Regions from separate parts of the Sus scrofa genome. Here region 1 is linked to region 2. A link is a contact called in public Hi-C data. All regions are on one chromosome and are shown on one strand. The core of a region is the stretch at or near the end of the contact, and the rest is flanking DNA. Distances in the headings are between cores, read along the strand shown. Region 1 holds the start of CYTH3 (cytohesin-3). Region 2 has its middle 48 kb from the start of CYTH3.

The links. A called contact is a pair of places that touch in the nucleus more often than the background predicts.
Region 1: a contact with region 2 is called in a Hi-C map of subcutaneous adipose tissue, with 2.3 times the contacts expected there. A contact is called at or near these places in 1 of 5 promoter capture datasets (liver), 13 of 47 Hi-C or Micro-C datasets (alveolar macrophages, embryonic fibroblasts, fetal heart ventricle and 6 more) and 1 of 2 datasets of targeted methods (skeletal muscle).

Annotation. Positions count from the first base shown.
Region 1 is chr3:4,898,201-4,904,744 of Sscrofa11.1, forward strand. It overlaps CYTH3 (cytohesin-3), which reads left to right and starts at 2,375. Exons shown (of 13, transcript XM_021086079.1): 1 at 2,375-2,528. The coding sequence starts at 2,492.
Region 2 is chr3:4,849,480-4,855,943 of Sscrofa11.1, forward strand. No RefSeq gene overlaps it. Among named protein-coding and RNA genes, the nearest start is that of CYTH3, 48 kb to the right of the region's middle.

The DNA of each region.
Region 1 (6,544 bases), core at 1,125-3,624, 47 kb after region 2:
ACACTGTGAGATAAATCTATATATAGGGTAGGACAGCAGATTTTCAATTAAGTAATGATGTGTGTAATTATTTGCTTAATGGCTGTGTTCCTGCTAGGCCATAAGTCCCTTGAGGACAGGAACCAACTCTGTCTTTTTCAGCGTCATAGTCCCAGCATCTGGGACAGGGCCTGAAACACAGCAGGGGCCTAAATATGTGTTGTCTGATGGAATGATGGCAGTAAGGTTTTGGGTTTAATACCGATTACCTTGGTGTCTGCTGCATGAATTGTTTTCCTTATAGATTCACTTATAAAGCTTTCTCTATCTGAGCAACACACACATAAGCTAGGCTTTTCGTGAGTGTCTATCCTAGTGGGTTCCTAGGGTGCGTAATATTTCTGTGTCGGGGCAAATTGTACGTGAGCAGTTTTGTTAACTCTTATTTTGGTGGGATTTAAGAGATCCTGGCGAGCAGCTCTTTTCCAAAACTACTTTTTCAATTAAGTACTAATTCCTTTGCATACCGAAGGTTTTAAAGTTTCCCAATTTCCCCATTCGAGTGCAGAAATAAAGGCCTACACCCTAAGCCTTTATTCTCCCAGCACTTTTTGCAGTCAAAATTGAGGCCATGGCTAAGCTGTGGGGATAATACAAGAGCATGCTTACAAATAACTGGGCAATGCTTGATTCCGATAGAAATGAGCTTAGGTGGGGATCAGAGAAGCAATTTTCAGACTCAGGCTTTGCAAGAAGCACCTTTGGGTCACACTAAGAAACCTAAAGAATTAGGAGTTGACATTGAAAAGCATTTACAATTGATAGGATCGTTGAGTTCAAAGCTCCCTATGTCATGGTATCAAGTTCAAAGCATGCTGTCATTTTTCTCAGTATCTACCATGTTATCTCCAAGATAACCCAGCCGACAGGAACAGGATCAGGAAGCCAAGTCTGTGGGCTGGGACGCAAACCTACGTCCTCTGATGCCTGGACCCTTTTTCTGCTATTTGTCACGTAAGCTGCCAAACATCTTATCTGTACCCAGAAGTGTGCCAGGAGGCTTGAGAAGCACCAGAATGCTGGGTGTCTTAATTCTTGAGATTATTGCGTGATCGAACTCTTTGGCATCATCGAACGACCTTGAACCAAAAAGCCAAAACTGTCCATTTTGATAAATAACAGCAGAAAGTTCCTTCAACTCAAGGGGCCATTTGTAAATATAAAACAGTTGCTGGAAAATTATATTAGCTATGAATTATCTCCTCCATGACAAGTTTCTTTTCCTTTAATGGAATTTAGTTCAAGCAAATTGAACAGAAAAACTTGGGAGGGGCCACATTCAGTGGTTCAAGAGGAGTTACTGGAAGCAAGATGTGGGTTGGAGGAGTTCCCACTGCTGCTCAGCCGTGAGGATGAGGGTTAGATCCCCTGCCTCCCTCAGTAGGTTAGGGATCCTGCATTGCTGTGAGCTGAGGCTGCTCAGATCTGGTGTTGCTGTGGCTGTGGTGTAGGCCGGCAGCTACAGCTCAGATTTGATCCCTAGCCTGGGAACTTGCATATGCTGCGGGTGTGGCCCTACAAAGAAAAAAGAAAAAAAAAAAAAAAAAGGCTGTGGTGTGGGTAAGGAGAGCCACAGAAGATCTGGAGCAGGGGCAAGCTGAGGCCATCTGCCCAGGAGGCCTGTGCTTGGGACCCTGGCTGTGCCCACGGGAAATTGAATTCAGAGCTCCTTCTGCATCCTAAATCCAGGGCAGCTGGCAGCTTTCCAAGGGAGACTGGAGCGAAAAGTGCCAGCGCATCTGAGGCCAGACTGGCCAATCCCTACGTAGCCCGCTGAGGGTGGGTCCCAGGTGTGCCTGCGTGGGCTTCGGGTCCGACCTCAAGATAACGTTTATTTATAAGCTTTACACTGTGTTAATTTTAAAGTACACTCATCGCCAGGAAGGAGAGCCTCCATTATACATCAGAAAGCGGAAAGGCTGGAATTACTCTGAAATTTCTCCAGCCGAAGGGGGAAGGCTTGACTTTGAAATCCGTTTCTCGATCTTTTCTCCTGAGTGCACGTGCGAGGACCCTCTCCCACCGGCGCCGCTGGGTTTTGCAGAGTGGGCATTCCGGTGCCCCGGACCCCACGTCAGTCCCGAGACTGCTCGAAGGCGGGGGCGGGGCGGGCGGGGCGGGGCGGGGCCGGGTGGTTCACACGCAGGTCGCCCACGAGGGTCGCGTCTCAGCCGCGCGGGGTCCCGGGCGGGGCCGCGCGCGTTCCCGTGGGGTCTGGGCGGGTTCCCGCGGGCGGGGCCGCGCGGCCTCGGGCCCCGCCCACCGGGGAGGGGCGGGGCCTGCGGCCCACGTGACGGCGGCGCTGAGCGGCGAGCGCCCCGCCCGGCGGGAGGAGGCCCGGGCCGCGACCCGGCCCGCGCGCTGCTGGAGTCTCCCGGCTGTCCGCGCGCTCCGCACCCGCGGCCCCTCGCCCGCCGGCCCCGGGCTCGCCGGCAGCGGGAGCGGCCTCAAGATGGACGAAGACGGCGGCGGCGGCGAGGGCGGCGGCGGTGAGTGTCGGAGGTGTGGTCGGCCCGGCTGGCGGCCTGGGGCGGGGGTCGCGGACACGCCGGACGGGAATGGGGAGGGCGGGTCCGGGGTCGGGGTCTAGTCCTCCGGGGGAGACCGGGTCCTGCAGCGCCGGTGCAGGCTGGTGACCGCCGAGGCCCGCGGCGCGCCGGGCCCCGGGGCCCGAGGCGGGGGTCCGGGGGCCCCGAGGCGGGGGCCGACGGGGTCGTCGCGGAGCCCGAGTCGGGGTCCGGGGGGAGCCCGGGTCTGCCCTCCGGCTGGGGTCGCCCGGAGGCTCGAGTCGGGGCTCGGGGGTCTCTCTTCCCGGGCGGGGGACCTTGGGGGCGACCTTCCCCGCCTCTTGTCGCCAAGGGCGTCCACGCCCTCCGGAGTCCAACCGCCCGTGATGACCGTCTCGGTGTCTTGTCTCCGGTGGTGGCAAGGGGAGAAGCCACGGGAAACCGGGAGTGGAAAGTTGTGAATTGGGGTTCCTCCGGGTCCAAGAAGGGCGGCTGGGGCGGGGGAGAGGGTTGAAAATCGTGACCGTTTTTTGGCTTTAGGGCAGAAGTGGTCAGTGGATCGTTTCCGTGGGGAGGGGGCAGCTAGAGCTCACGCATTTAATGAAGTAAACGTTATGGAGTGAGCCAAAAAAAAAAAAGAGGAGCCGAGGGTCGGAGTCGGGCACTGCAGGAGCTCAGAGGTGCGACCAGAAAACCAGGCTGTCTCTCCGACGCTCAGTTACCTCTTGCTGGAAGATTGGCGTTTGTTGTCCATTATTGAGTGAAGTACACATTACTGTTGTGTCATGCTGCGAATTACGCCTTTAAAACCGAATAACGTGTCTGTATGGTGCCGTGGATGGAGTGGGTCGTTGGCTTGGGAAGCGAAGGGTTAATGCCCCTGTTTTCCAGGACCGTCCTAAGTTAAGGATTTCCCTGCTTTTGCTAAATATCTCCTTTATGCTGACAGACGGACTCATCAGAACTCCTTGTAATAAGGGAGTGTTTGTGGGGGGGGGAGAGAAATCTTAATTACAGGCTGCTGGAGCAGCTGCCTTTAAGAATCAGCAGTATTGAATGCTTCAGGATGAAGTGGTTAATCAAGGTGCCTTCTAGAATTGAAGGGCCGCTCTGGGGGAGGATGTGGGTACCCCAAGAAGCAGTGCGTGCGCTGTGAGGGTGGGACGTCGGCCCAGGTCCTGGCATTTGTGGAGTTCAGTTCTCGCGGTTGAAGCTAGGGGTAGCCCTGTGGCACGGCGAGGGTGTGTTGTTTATGATGGAAAGTTCCGTGGCAAGAAGGAGCCCACGTGCACACACCCTCCTCGAGCGAGGCTGCTGTCTGGAGTCTGTAAGGGATGGATTCTCCGTGACTGCGGTGCTTCCTGCCTGTCACCGTTGGGGCAGGGCCCCGGGCATCGGCAGGGAAGTGGCTCCTTTTTAGAAGACGAAGACCCACCAGCTGTAGTACTTAAACGTTTGACAAGGGAGTCGAGGGAGCCGGCTGGCTCTGCGACTCACTGGCAAGGCGTTTTGGACTCAGTGAGTTGAGAAATGTAGAAAACTTAAAGGTAAGAGCAGGTAGAAGGACGGTGGAAAAAAAGCCAGCCACTGTTAGGTCTTGAGTGCAGTAGCAAAGGATAGTATTAAGGCGCAAACGTCTGAAGACGTTCTTTGGGCTGTTAATAGCTCTTCTGGGAATACAGTCTTGAGATTTCAAAAGGAAAAAAAATCTCATGCACAGGAGATGGGCATTTGCCGTTTAAATTAGTAGAAAATTGGAATCCGCAGTGCCTAACCGGAGACTGGTGAGGTAAATTATGGGGCCTTTATTGGATGAAATACTTACAGCCCTTAAAACGAAGCAGATTTATACATTGGGATCTAAAGGAATATAAAAGCTGCTCCTACTAGGGATGCTTCATTTTTTTCACTTTCTATACTTTCCAAGTTTCTGGAATGATGTCTATTTCAAATTTTGAAAAAAAAAAAAAGACTTATTAAAAATTTTACCCTGCAGTGGGAAAAGGGGTGTGATTGTTTTTCATGTGTGTATCATTTAATTCACTTCACTGGACCGGTCAGCAGTGACCAGATATTTGTTGATTGTCTACTAAAATGCCCCTGCAGCATTAAGCTTTATTAATATGCTTTATTAATAAATATGCTTCATTAATATGCTTTATTCATATGGTTTATTGATCTTTATTAATATGGTAACCTTTCTTCCTTGCCCGATGAAAGACCCTTACATGTGTTTGGCATTCTTAGAGTATGTTTTTGGATAAGGGCAAAGTGTAGAGTTTTGAAGTAAGAGTCCTTCTATAGTGATTATGATATAAATTTGATGTGCTTCTATTTAGCTCTTTTTTTTTTTTTTTTTTTGTCTTTTTGCCATTTCTTGGGCCACTCCTGCAACATATGGAGGTTCCCAGGCTAGGGGCCGAATCGGAGCTGTAGCTGCCAGCCTACGCCAGAGCCACAGCAACGCGGGATCCGAGCCGCGTCTGCGACCCACACCACAGCTCACGGCAACGCCGGATCGTTAACCCACGGAGCAAGGGCAGGGACCGAACCCGCAACCTCATGGTTCCTAGTCGGATTCGCTAACCACTGCGCCACCACGGGAACTCCTATTTAGCTCTTGATGGAGGTTTCGAAGTGACCAATCCTCTTTGCAGCTGATTCATTTTCACTACCATTTAGATTTCTTAAAAAACGCTTTAAAATTCCTGTTGTTCAAAATAAAGGTCAGCCCTTCGAAAGAGAATCGCTTCAGTTGCCAGTCATTTGGCAGATGTCACCTTTTTCGAGTATTTTCAGAGTATAGTACAGAACTTTGGCCCGGACGTGGGGAAGTCGGGTTCAGCTTGTTTACAGCATAGAGTAAATAATTTATGCAAACAGTAGCTACGCCAGGGGCAGAAACATTGAAAAGATCTTTTTTTTTTTTTTTTTTTTGCCTATGCGTCGGTCAATTTCGACGACTTTAAAAACGACTCCTGCTTGCTGTTTGGATCATTGAAGTTTTTGTCCAGGGTGCTCGTATTGGTTCTTTAAATGCAGGATGAGGAGAGAGGCAGGGGATGGGAATGATGGAAGGTGGTTCTAAGGAGGAACCCGGGGTGGTGCTGGGATCACACGTCCACGTGGTTATTTATAATGTGGAGTGAAGGTATTTTTAATTCCTCTGGGGGGGGGGGCTTGTGGCCGTCCCCGTTTTTCTAGAATAGCTGTTGATTTAGGTCTCTGCTTGGAAGGTAACTGGCCAGTTTGGCTCCTGGCCGCCCTCTTCATGCTCAGTGAGGGGCTCTGTCTGATGGGATTCCTGAGGCCACCATCTGTGGCCACTGAGGAGACTCACTTGACTGGTTGGCCCCTCCCCAGTCCTGACCTCCAGGCTGTGTGAGGTCTGTGCTTCCCACGAGAAGGGGCTCCACCTCGCTCAGTAGAATGAGTGTCGGTGCAGACGAGGTTGAGATCCCACATTTCACCTGCCAGGTTAGGACACCTGTTGGCCATAGGGGTGTAAATTAGTTACCACGCTTAAGGAGGCAGCACCAGGCTGCGTTCTGTTGGCTCAGATCCATTGCTTGCCCTTCCCCTGCCCAGGAACTCACACTGGCCGACGGCGGTTCCCGCTCCGGCCTCGGGCTCGGGGCTAGGTTTTGGCCAATGGGAGCCGCTGGTGGGAGGTTGGAGGCAGGAGGAAAGGAGACACCGGATTCTGGTCTCTCCTTCTGCAGCCGTGTCTGGCAGTTGGTCTCCTCCTGGCTCCAGCTCCTGCCCGTTGGCCGAGCCCTGGAGCTTTGGGGGCTCTCTCCCCCTTTGGCCCCAGAGGTGGTGGGTTGTTCGTGGTGCTGCTCTCTGCCTTGTCTTACCGTTCTTTCCCTTGATGACGTCTCAGCTTTCCTGTCCTATGTGCAGCCAGTTCTTTGTTTTACATTCCCTCTGTTCCAGCTCCTTGGAGGGACTTGTGTTCCTTGGGGTGGACCCCAGTAGATACAGGTGCATTGGGCAGC
Region 2 (6,464 bases), core at 2,917-5,416:
ACGTAGTTACATCAGAATAAGTTGTGGTTTGCTAAAAATTTGTAGAAAAGCTCACAACTTTCTTCTTCACATTAACTTTTTTTTTTTTTTTTTTTGCTTTTTAGGGCCTCACCCGAGGCACATGGAGGTTCCCAGGCTAGGGGTCCAGTTCGGAGGTACAGCTGCCAGTCTACACCACAGCCACAGCCACGCGGGATGCGAGCCGTGTCTGCAACCTACACCACAGCTCACGGCAACGCCGGATCCTTCACCCACTGATCAAGACCAGGGATCGAACCCACCACCCCATGGTTCCTAGTCGGATTTGTTTCCGCTGCATTATGACGGGAACTCCCTCCCACATTAATTTTTTAGTACACGTATACCATGCCAAATGTTTTCCCTTTGGTGCTTTATTGGTTCCGGTTCTGTCTGAAGTTGACCTTCCGTGGAAAGTTCTAGGTGTGGAGAGGTGATAAATAAAAGGATGAAGTTTCATGCCTGTGGAAGGAGGCCTTTGGTAAACACTTATTTTTGAAGCAATTGGTACATAAATGAGATATTCTTTTGATTGAATGATGAAAGTGTTCACATATTTGAAATATTTTAAGGTGTGTCACTTTGGCAATGAAAACTAAGGGAAACCTGTTTTGAAAGTTCTTTTTTTTCGGGGGGGGGGAGGTGGCGCACATGGAGGTTCCCAGGCTAGGGGTTGAATTGGAGCTGTAGCCATCAGCCTACGCCACAGCCACGCCGGATCCGAGCCTCATCTGCGACCTCTATACCGCAGCTCGCAGCAACGTTGGATCCTTAACCCACTGAGCGAGGCTGGGAATCTAACCTGTGTCCTCAGGGATGCTAATCAGACTTGTTTCTGCTGAGCCACAAGAGGAACTCCTGTTTTAAAAGTGCTGACACAGGTGTGCATTTTCTTCTCTTTTGCTTTTATGGATTCTACTCTTAAGGGCTGAACTGTGCATGGTCACTTTATTTTTCATTTATTTTTTTAGGGCTGCCACCCGCAGCATGTGGAAGTTCCTGGGCTAGGAGACAATTGGAACTACAGCTGCTGACCCTTCACCACAGCGACGCCAGATGCCAGCCTTGTCTGAGACGTGCATCACTGCTCACAGCAATGCCGGATCCTTGACCCCCTGAGCAAGGCCAGGAATCAAACCCTCATCCTCATGGACACTAGTCAGGTTCGTATCTGCTGAGCCACAATGGGAACTCCCTGCACAATCACTTAAGAAACGCATATAGCACAAAATCTTGGACTCGGTCCTTTGCATTTGGAAATCATACAGTCTTTTTTTAAAATAACATTGGAATGAATGTTAAGGTCTTGAGATGACTGAAGTGGCAAGCCTGTGGTGAATAAAAAATTAAACTTTTGAATTTAAATCAGTCATTACATGGCTTGATTTTATAAGTAGGAAGTAAAATATAGATTTTGGTGCTTGGTGTGTGTATTCTAAAACGCATATAGACTATTTGCTGTAATTTCACACAGAATAAGAATGCGTTATAAGATTTTCTTTGCATTTTCCCATAGGTAAATTTAAAGTTCTTTTTAAACCTTCCAAGGAGAGGAAATGGAATTAAGGGAGAGTTCCCTGGTGGTGCAGTGGGTAAAGGATCTGGTGTCACTGCTGTGGCACAGGTTCAATTCCTGGACCGTGGAACTTTTGAATGCCATGGGTGCAGCAAAGAAAAAGAAAGGAAGAAAGAAAGAGAAACCGAGAAAGAAAGGAAAGAATGAATTGAGTTCATCACGGGTGAAGGATCCAGTGTTGCCACTGCTGTGGCCTAGGTCACAGCTGCTGCTCAGATTCGGTCCCTGGCCTAGTAACTGCCATGTGCTTTGGGTGTAGCCAAAAAGAAAACAGAAGAAAGAAACCTCTAGTTCTTTGCAGGACATCTAAAGGGATTCACAGCTAGGACCCTTGTCACCACCACCACCCCCGCCCCCTCCATGACTTGATAAAGACTCAGATCTTTAGAAATGCCTACGACTGTTAGGGGGATCGGAGAAAAGAAGAATTGGCTTATTTTCCTTGCAGGTACTTTGCTCCCCCTGGGGAACATACACTTGTCTGAACTCACCTAGACACCGAGACTGCAGCAGTATTGGAAACAAACTCACTTTCTGGCCTTGTGGTGCCTTTGAGAGAGTAAATCGAGCCAGATTCTGGTCCCTGCCTTCAGATGAGTGGCCTGCAGCCTTAATTCCTTGTTGAGTCCTTGCTAACGCTCACATGTCCTGTCCCACTGTGTAAAGTCAAGTTTGGATGAATACATGAATTTTAAAACATTTAAACACTAAAAGTGTTAAAATCAGCTTCTCCCCCTCCTCTATTAAGGATCCTTAACAAAAATATCTAGACACCTCACTTTGCTTCCACGCAAATACTGATTTGGATCGGACGTGGTCTGCTCTCTGATACTGCTCTTCGTTGCCTGTAGTTGTCACACAGTCTCTAAAAAGGGTCATGGAGGAGTTCCTGATGTGGCACAGTAGGTTAAGGATCCAGCGGTGCTGCAGTTGTGGTGTGGCTTCTAGTTGCAGCTCAGATTTGATCCCTGGCCCAGGAACTTCCATATGTCTCGGGTGTGGCCATTAAGAAAAAAAGAATTAGGGGAGTTCCCGTCGTGGTGCAGTGGCAAATGAATCTGACTAGGAACCATGAGGTTGGGGGTTCGGTCCCTGCCCTTGCTCAGTGGGTTAAGGATCCAGTGTTGCCGTGAACTGTGGTGAACGTTGCAGACGTGGCTTGGATCCTGCGTTGCTGTGGCTCTGGTATAGGCTAGCAGCTACAGCTCCGATTGGACCCCTAGCCTGGGAACCTCCATATGCCGCGGGAGCGGTCCTAGAAAAGGCAAAAAAGAGACAAAAAAAAAAGCCAAAAAGAATTAGGGAGTTCCTATTGTGGCTCAGAGATAACAAACTGGACTAGTAGCCATGAGGATGAGGGTTTGACCCCTGGACTCGCTCAGTGGTTAAGGATCCAGCATTGCTATGAGCTGTGGTGTAGGTCACAGATGTGCTTCGAATGTGGTGTTGCTTTGGCTGTGGTGTAGGCTGGCTGCTGTAGCTTCAATTTGACCGTTAGCCTGGGAACCTCCATATGCTGTAGGTCCAGACCTTGAAATAATAAATAAGTAAATTTTTATCAGGGTCCAGGAATGTCGGAATTAGCCATCTTAAAAAAATTTACATCATGTAAGATGATGACACCAAAAAAACAACTAAATTTTCCTGTCGCCGCCTCTAAGGAGCAACAACTTTGTCCTCAGCTTTCAGAGGCGACCTCGCTGCTGTGTGACTGCTGCCCGCCCTGCTCACAACCATAACCACGGTGGGTCTGGCCTCCGCTGGGAGAAGAGGAGGGATCTGGAACAAGGGAGGGAAGGGCCTGGTTGGTTCAGGATGAGAATCGTTTAGGCCAAGGGACCTGCCAGGTGGGGAGGAGAGGGTGGGCCTCTCCCGGAAACTGCCTTCTCTCTCAGTGGGAAAAATCAACGTTTTCCTAGTTTAAACACTTTGATGTGGCTCTTGGAGGGACTGAAGAAACCTGGTTTTTCCTTAAAAAGGAAAAAAATCTATTCATCAGTACAGGGCATATCTTGAAGGTAATTTTATTTTATTTTATTTTTTGGTAACACTTATTTTTAAAGGACAGATGCATATTGCGTGTTAAGTTAGCAGGTGAGGTCAAAATTAGGATGAGAAGGTCAAGTTGCCTTCATTACTCTGGCAGATTTACTTTTTTTTTTTTTTTTTTTTTTTGGTCTTTTTAGGGCCTCACTTGTGGCATACGGAGGTTCCCAGGCTGGGGTCCAATCAGAGCTACAGCTGCCAGCCTACACCACAGCCACAGCAATGCGGGCTCTGAACTCTGCGACCTATACTACAGCTCACGGCAATGCTGGATCCTTAACCCACTGATTGAGGCCAGGGATCGAACCTTCAACCTTGTGGTTCCTAGTTGGATTGTTTTCACTGTGCCACAATGGGAACTCCTGGGCAGATTTCAATAGAACATTCTTGTCTCCCACTGGTCCAGCCGCAGTGGATGGGATGCGAGGGCCCCGACTGTGTGTATTTAGTCACTTTAGGAATTCAGGGTAATTTCAAGGAGCTGCCTAATTTGAGAGGCATGAATGGGTGGGGTGTGAAGCAAGCCCTGTGGTTGGCCTGTGAGATCCATTTTTGCCACTAGAGGGAGCCACGTGTTCACTTAGAGTGTGTCGCTTCAGGGAAGTTTTTGTGTTTTTTTGTGTTTTTTTTTTCCCAGTTACATTGTTTATCCAAATTCTTAAGCAAAAAAAGAACGTAAAAATGCTGGCGTCAGTCCACTTCATTGTGGTTTGTTAAGCTCAGCGAGAGTGATAAGATTGTAACTCATTGTAACTCTTTAGTGGATGCCGTGCAGCAAGAAGGTCCATGTGTTAGAGAAATTAATTTGGTGGTTTTGTCTTTAGGGAGCATCTGAAACCACATTTTCACACGTACCAACAAGAACGGGTGGTTTTGTCAGCATGTTCACTTCTGCCCAGAGCAGCTGAGCCCTGACAGGCCCCTTTAATAGGGTCTGGGTGTGTGCTCATCCAGCATGGGCCTCAGTGAGCTTGTTGGGAGCCTACTCTGTTCCGTGTGTGAGCGCCTCTGGGAGACTCTTAAAGGGAAATTTTCCACAAGAACAAGCCAATTTTTCACAACAGAAATCACAACTGTAGATTTCTTTGATGTCCTGTCGAGAAATGTTCTTCAAACATCAGAATCCGTTGAAATACTGAGAACTGCTGTTGTTCTAATGTTAACGAATGGTTGCTCTTTCCGGTGCATTTTGGTCAAAGATCTATAGGGGTTTTTTTTAACGATAAATTGTGATAATAACGTATATATAAATAGCTTACAAGCTATTGAATTTCTTGGAAATGTTCTGAGTACCACTTATGACTTATTAAAATTAAAGCAGTTTGTTTGAATAAATTCCAGGCTTCCTCTTTGTGAGATGTTTCCGTTTGAGTCTCTTGGGAGAGAAATTGCTGGGCTGTGGCTCTCTCTCTCCTGCTTGATTCAGACACATAATATTCAAAGCTCTGTAGAGATATTTTGCAAGATGCCCAAACCTGGCCTGAGTTTCTTATAAAACGTACGTCTTTAATGTTACAAAGGGTTTTAAGCTCATACCCTTATGCACGTGATTTGCCCCACATTTACTGTTGTCTTAAGATGTCTCAGGGTGAGGCTGTTTTATTGAAAGAAAAACTAACAGTAATGTTCAAGTTTCTAAGAACATTTCAGCCGCCATCAGGCAACAGCCCGTTTCACTAGCTAATAGGATCCATACGTGGACCCCCCCACCCCTGCAGCGTGAAGAGGCAGTGACTCTGACCGCTGGAATATTTCTTAGTCTTCAGGATGATGGTTCTCATCTCAGCCCAGACAGCATCGCTGGTAATGGGCAGAGACGTGATTTAAACAGTTGCCGAACATTGTTCATTCTTCATGTTGTTTTGTTTTTTTTCTTGTCACTTCTTTCCAAGATACCTATTCAACATCCAGCAAATGCTGATTGGGCGCCTACTGTAAACCAAGCATCCTAGTAGGTGCTGGGAACAGTGAGATAATGAAATCAGACCCCTGCCCTACAGAGCCCTGCCCTTCAGCTTGGTTCCTCATTAAGTAACTGAAGTGTAGGGCTCGAGGCACGAGGGGCATGCGTGGGGAAAGAACTGATAATTGACTTTTTGCTTGTGAAAATGACAAGTATTATGTCACAGAATCAAACCTTTGAAATTCCTGCTGTGGTGTAGTGGAATCAGCAGTGTCTCTGGAGCACTGGGATGCAGGTTCAGTCCCTGGCCCAACAGTGTAGGTTAAGGATCCGGCATTGCCGCAGCTGTGGCGTAGATTGCAACTGTGGTTAAGATCTGATCCCTGGCCTGGGAACTCTATATGCTGAAGGGCGGGCAAAAAATATCAAAGCCTTGTCTGGGAGTTCCTGTTGTGGCCCAGGGGGTTAAGAACCAGACATGGTGTCTGTGAGGCTGCAATCCCTGGCCTCCCTCAGTGGGCTAAGGATTGGGCTCAGATCCATTGTGGCTGTGGCTGTGGCATAAGCCAGCAACTGCAGCTCTGACTCAATCCCTATCCTGGAAGCTTCCATTTGCCACAGACGCAGTCCTAAAAAGAAAAAAAAAAAAAAAAAAACTTTTGTCTGGAGAGGATGATGCTGTTTAGTTTTTGGTGGTTGATGGGGATCTTCCAGGACGAAAATCATGCCTCCACTTCACATTCAAATCTCCACTAACCTCAGGCTGCACTGGCTGTGCCAGCCTCAGACTTTAATTCATTGTCCAAAACCAGTAATAATAATACTTACCTTGCCTGTACTATCCAATAGAGTAGCTTCTACCACATATGACTGCTTACATTGTAATTGAATAAAATCTGGACGTTTCTCTCATGATTCAGA